2 separate regions of the Sus scrofa genome follow, and region 2 is linked to region 1. The links are chromatin contacts, called in public HiChIP or PLAC-seq maps. All regions are on one chromosome and are shown on one strand. Each heading gives the region's core, a stretch centred on a gene start, on an enhancer-like site or on the middle of the called end of the contact. The rest is flanking DNA. Distances are from core to core; before and after follow the strand shown.

The links. HiChIP or PLAC-seq counts read pairs in DNA pulled down with a chosen protein or histone mark.
Region 2: an H3K27ac HiChIP or PLAC-seq map of alveolar macrophages shows a contact between it and region 1. The contact joins the promoter of LGALS3 here to the promoter of MAPK1IP1L in region 1. A contact is called at or near these places in 2 of 47 Hi-C or Micro-C datasets (embryonic fibroblasts and fibroblasts) and 2 of 2 datasets of contacts at active chromatin or transcription factors (alveolar macrophages and skeletal muscle).

The regions. Positions count from the first base shown.
Region 1 is chr1:184,399,794-184,402,699 of Sscrofa11.1, reverse strand. It overlaps MAPK1IP1L (MAPK-interacting and spindle-stabilizing protein-like), which reads right to left and starts at 1,356. Exons shown (of 4, transcript XM_021102280.1): 1 at 1,097-1,356. The region is part of intron 2 of LOC110262207 (a long non-coding RNA gene); the gene reads left to right.
Region 2 is chr1:184,484,743-184,487,802 of Sscrofa11.1, reverse strand. It overlaps LGALS3 (galectin 3), which reads right to left and starts at 1,676. Exons shown (of 5, transcript NM_001097501.2): 1 at 1,654-1,676; 2 at 1-106. The coding sequence starts at 1,671.

The sequences.
Region 1 (2,906 bases), core at 107-2,606:
TTAATTCCTACCTATATCTGCACAAATGTTAATAATGGATTAGGGTGCTGCCCAGACTCTGCTGGAGTGATCTCTCATCTATGCACCTTATTGTCTTTCTAAATTCTAAAGATAAAAATCCAAAGATTTCTGAATTCCAAAACATACTGATCCCAAAGATTTCGATTAGGCGATTGGCTCTGTTCCTCCTGGAAAGAGGAGAAGAACACGCCGGTATATACAAGTTGGAGACAACCTAGTTATGACCAGGAGGTTCAGAAATGCCAGCAGCAAGGAAAATTTCTATTCTTCCTGCCCCATGAACACTCCTGAACAAAAGAACTTTTGTAAGATTTCTTAAGGCTACCTTCGCATGTAATGAGAGTTAGTTTTCAAAACAGGCGCTCAGAACCACTAGGTGTCTGAGTGTGTATTTCTTTACTAGCAATGCTAGAAACTTTTTTCCGGTCAGGTGGGTACGGTTTGATTCTTCAACAGTAGAATCTATATTTATTAAAAGTATTACTCTTGGTTTTTAAAAGAAAACGGTCCAAAGCTACCAAGCGCTCCTAAATCCTAAAAATGGGGAGTATTACAAAACTGAGGACTTCTCATAGTTTCTGTCACGGGTGTTCCTCTAATTGCTTTCAATTGCTCTAGAAATACCGACCAGAATGTTACACTGCGAATAATCTCAATTAGCTCCAAGGACGCCTCCAAGAATCGGGCCTGCCTCTCCCTTTCAGTAGAAGTAATGAATGAGGGAGGCGGGCTGGGCCAAGGGGCTCGAGGCCCGCAGCCCTTTAGGGCCAGACGAACAAAAGGAGTCCGGGATCAACCGGAGCTAACCGGCTAGCGAGCGGGTCGTGCCCGCCCGGGAAGGGATGGGGGAGGGGTCGTGCCCGCCCGGGAAGGGGTGGGGGAGGGGCCAGGCCCGCTCCCCGCCCCGCCCCCCAGCCAAGCCTGACGTCAAGCACGGAGAAACCCGTCCCGAGCGACGTCACCCGCCTCCCACACCTCCTCCCGGGGGGCGATCCGGAGATCAGCCCGCTGCCGGGAGCAGGATGACGGGGGGAAAGCCTTAGCCCTCCATCCCCCAAGAAGCTACTCCAGTCACCTCCGTTACCGCTCCCGCCTCCCGCTTGGGCGTGATCCCTCGCTCTCCTCCACGATTCCGCTAGTGCCCAAGCAGTCTCACCCGACAAGATCCGAGCCCGCGGAAAGGTCTAGAAGTGGCGATGGGTCCGCAGGAACTTGGCGCTGAAGAACCGAGCGCAACCCTACTGACGGCAGCGGCGACGGCGGCGGGGGCGGCAGCACCAGCAGCACCAGCAGCGCGCGGCTCCTCCTGGCGCCGGAACAGGAAGCGTCGAGCTCCGAGCGCGTAGCCCCCGCCCGCGCTCCGCCTTCCCTCGGGTCGGCTCGGCTGGGTCGGGCCGGCCGCGCGCGCCCCCTAGAGGGGCCCGGTAGCACTGCGGCCGTCCAGGCCCCCGCGGCCCCCTGCCCCTTGTGCTTGCCCTAGGGCGGCTCTTTCCTCCAGTTGGGCTAGAGGAAAGCTCTGGGTTTTCCGGAGTTTTGGGCAATCTGGAGGAAACGCTAGGGGCCGGTGACGTTCTGAGCAGTCTGGCTGAAATTGCTAACTTGTCTCCTGGAGAGGCTTGAAGGCAGGTTCTGGATTCCCTACAGCTGGTGGTCTCTAGAGCCACAGCTGGCTAGGTGTGAAAGCAGCCTAATCTCTGGACATGGATCATTTGACCAAAACTGGGGAGAGCTAAAGCAACCATACGGGAAGGGGAAGACAAAAAAAATTTTGTTTATAAATAGCTTGACAAATTGATACTAACTACAGAAACAACGGATGTCTTTGTAGATTTTTCTCATTTAGTATTGTCCTTACTTTTTTTTTTTTGCCACGCCTGGCATGTGGAAGTTCCTGGGCCAGGGGTAGAACCTGCTGAGCCAGAGCAGCGACCTAAGCAGCAGCATTGACAATGCCGGTTCCTTAACCCGCTGCTACGCGGAGAGTCTCACTCCACTTGTCCACTTTCGAATATACCTTTAAATACCTACTCTGTCACACCCAAAAGATGATTGACACGTGGCCCCACCATCAAGGAACCTGCTAGCTAGCTGGTAATGAAGATTACCAGCTATATATAGCTATGTGGTATATATATATATAGCTATGTGGTAATAATTTTGCATAACTATGGGCAAAACACATATAAAACGTACATGTATTTTACATGTAAAAATTACAAGTATGCGATATTTTTACAACTTTTTGCTTCTTTGCGTAAGATGTTGAAGGGACATTTTACTGTAAATTTCTTTTCTTTTCTTTTTTTTTTTTTTTTTTTTTGTCTTTTTGCCTTTTCTAGGGCGGCTCCCGCGGCATGTGGAGGTTCCCAGGCTAGGGGTCGAATCGGAGCTGTAGCCGCCGGCCTACACCACAGCTACAGCAATGCGGGGGCCTATACCACAGCCATAGCAATGCGGGATCCGAGCCGCGTCCGCAACCTACACCACAGCTCATGGCAACGCCGGATCATTAACCCACTTGGCAAGGCGGGCAAGGCCAGGGACCAAACCAGCAACCTCATGGTTCCTAGTCTGATTCGTTAACCACTGCACCTGGAAGGGAACTCCTACTGTAAATTTCTTTTTTTTTCTTTTTGTCTTTTTGCCATTTCTTGGGCTTTTCTTTTTGCCATTTCTTGGGCCGCTCCCACGGCATATGGAGGTTCCCAGGCTAGGGGTCGAATCGGAGCTGTAGCCACCGGCCTACACCAGAGCCACAGCAACGCGGGATTCGAGCCGCATCTGCAACCTACACCACAGCTCACGGCAACGCCGGATCATTAACCCACTGAGCAAGGGCAGGGACCGAACCCGCAACCTCATGGTTCCTAGTCTGATTCGTTAAC
Region 2 (3,060 bases), core at 427-2,926, 85 kb before region 1:
GATAGGAAGCCCCTGGATAGCCTCCTGGCCCAGCAGGCTGGTTTCCCCATGCACCAGGCCATCCTTGAGGGTTTGGTTTTCCAGACCCGGATAAAGCATCGTTAAGCTGGAAAGAAAGACATAAACCATTACAGGATGAAAAACACAAAAACAGAATTTTCAGGTAAATAGGAATATGTAATCTAAGAATTAGAAGGATAGGGTGAAGCTATGAACTTCCTATGAATAAAATTTCCCCACCTATTCACTGAGTTCCTAAGACTAAAATTAGACTTTGGGATTATACCTGCTTTATCACTTTATTCTTGCCTCCCATCATCTCAGATCATTAGGGTTGCCTTTTCCTAAGTTGCTGAAGTTGGGAGCTAGCCATCCTCTATGTAAAAGCACATATGTTCTCACTGACATGAGGAAAATAATCACAAAATCAGGATGCTCTTGGGCTGCAAGAGCTCCACCCAGCTGGCCCTGGTTGCCTTGACCTTCCCATTGCTGGGTGTCTGCTGCACGACTCCAGCTAATGAGTGGCATCCAGGATAGAACTGGAGAAGCTGCCTTGTGCACAGGGAGGGGCCTGGGAAATAGAGTCATAAGATTTGGTTTGAAATCCAGTGCCATCCATCAAGACCTCCGAAGGCTTGGAGACATCATGTTACCTGGATAGAACTTAAGTGTCTTTGTTTGTAAAATGGGAGTAATGATCTCTTTCACGAAATTACTGGGATGAACAAGTGAGGCAGCATCTGGGAGGACTCCGTATAGACTGCAAGGTGCTGGGCCAGTGTTCGTTGGTGTCCTTTCTCTCCAGGAAGAGACACTGCCTTCTCCCTTCCTGTCTCCTATGGTATTTAGCAGAGTAATGTGGTATTTACGTGATACTCAGTAAAGATTGCTGTGTTGATTGAGTATCATCCATTAGGATTGTCTGATCTTTTGTGTTCTGGGGTTTTTTTGTTTTCTTTTTTGGCCATGCCCATGGCATGCAGGAGTTCCCGGACCAAGGATTGAAACCACACCACAGCAGTGACAATGCCAGATCCTTAACCCACTGTGCCACCTAGGAACTCTGACAGTCTGAACCTTTGATGCATTAGGAATCCAAGCCCAGACCTGGTATTAGAACAACAAGCCGAGGCTGTAAAGGGAGCCCAGGGGCCTGGGGGAAGGGGAGAGAAAATCAGAGGGCTTGATGAGGAAACGTAAACTGGATTTAGGAAAATAGACTCATGGCTGTAGGTGGGGTGAGTCATTCTGTTAATTTGGGAATACTAATGGGAATTTATTTTGACTGCTTCTTAGTTCAGCATTTGGGAAGGGAGGAGGGGTAGAGGGCACCACAGTATTAAAGAAAAAAATCAGGATGCTGAGACAGCCCATTGCTCAGTGGATTTCTTAGCTCCTGCCAGCAGAATCCACCCGCTTCTGTCCTAGGCAGTTCAGTAAAGGGGTTACTGTTAGTGAGGCCCAGGCCTCTCTGCCTGGCTTTCTTCCTGAATTTGTTGCTGGAAAAACACAACTCCAGCTAACGAGTGGTGGGAGAGTTAGATGGAAACTCTGGTGACTAAAAAGAAAAAGAAAAACAAACAAAACAAAACCCTCAACCTGCATGAATGTCTACACATGAAGGTAGGAAAACAGACATAAGACACTTACCGAAAAACCGTCTGCCATTCTCCTAAAAGGAGAAGGAAAAAAAAAAAAAAAAGAGCCACAGGTTATCATTTGATCCTGAAAGATTTTTGGTTTCTGCCTGAATAACGTCACAAACAGCTCACTAAGCAGGACTAGTCCATCTACAGGGATTCTAACACAAGCCAGTCTAGTCCCCAAATACACCTAAGTCAGTAGTGGGGAGCCACAAAAATGTCTCATTTCATCGTGGGGCGGGGTCGTGCTCTGCCTGGATTGCCACACCCTATTTAACTCAGAACTAAACTCTAATCACAAGAGCCTGTGGCCTGAATCACGGGAGTAACAGCCATGCTCTGCTGCCGGTGGGAGGGAAGGAGTGAAAGTAAACAGTTTCCTAGGTAATACGTGTTTGTCCTGGTTGTCTTTGGTCCCCCTTCACCTTCCTTCCTGTGCTCTCTTTCCACCACCTCCTAAAAAGTGTTCAGTGCATTAATATCACCCACCGCCCACTCCCCTGGTGAACAAAAGCCAGGGTTCCCGTGCCCTCCCCTGGGATTTAGGAGGAAAGCAGTTGGTTGATTCCTATATTCCCCACTTTCCCCCCACAAGACGTAGTTGCTGCTGTTGGTTTAGTCCTTCATTTGCATACATTTATGTCTCTTGTGGGCTCCTAACTGGGTTTGAAGATGGAGGCAGTCAACATGTATGGTCCCTTCACAGGCCAGACGAGGTGAAAGTGATTGACCCTGTGGGCCAGACCACATGCCATGGGAAGTCACAACTGGAAAGATTACTTCCAACAGGGAAAGGACAGTGTTGTTTGAGCTAAGCCTTGAAGGAAAGGTGAGACTGTTATGTGGAGCAATAAAGAGGAAAGATGGGCACAAGTTGCTTTTTTTCTTTTTTAAAAAAATAGTTGTTATTTCAAATGAAATCTCTCACAGTAAAATGAATGAAATTAAAAAAAAAAAAAGGTCAGACGATGCAGAGGAAACCATTTTGGGTAGGATGTTACAAAAGAGGGTCAGCCTTGCCCAACGTTGCCCCAAAGGGTAGCAGCGCTGATCCTGTCCACTGTCCCCACCCTCATGCCAAGGTGCCAAGTCCCCAACCAAACAGGATGTTTTACACCTGCTCTCACTGCTGGTGTTCTAGTGATGAGGGCAGAAGGGCAGCTTTGGACTCCTCAGGCCTGAATGAGTTGTCTTGACTCAAGATCAGCTGGGTATGGCCAAAATTACCCGGATCTTAAAACTATCAGAATCTTTTTCCTTAAGTGGCTTACTTGCCATAGTTCTGTTATTTGAAGAAACGAACCAATAAATGGTGGCTACTTGATGGGTTCTTAGGTTCCTTGATCGGCTCCCAAGAGGACAGAAACAAACCCCTCCCACCCCCCAAATATGGCTGTTCACCTTGGAGATCTGC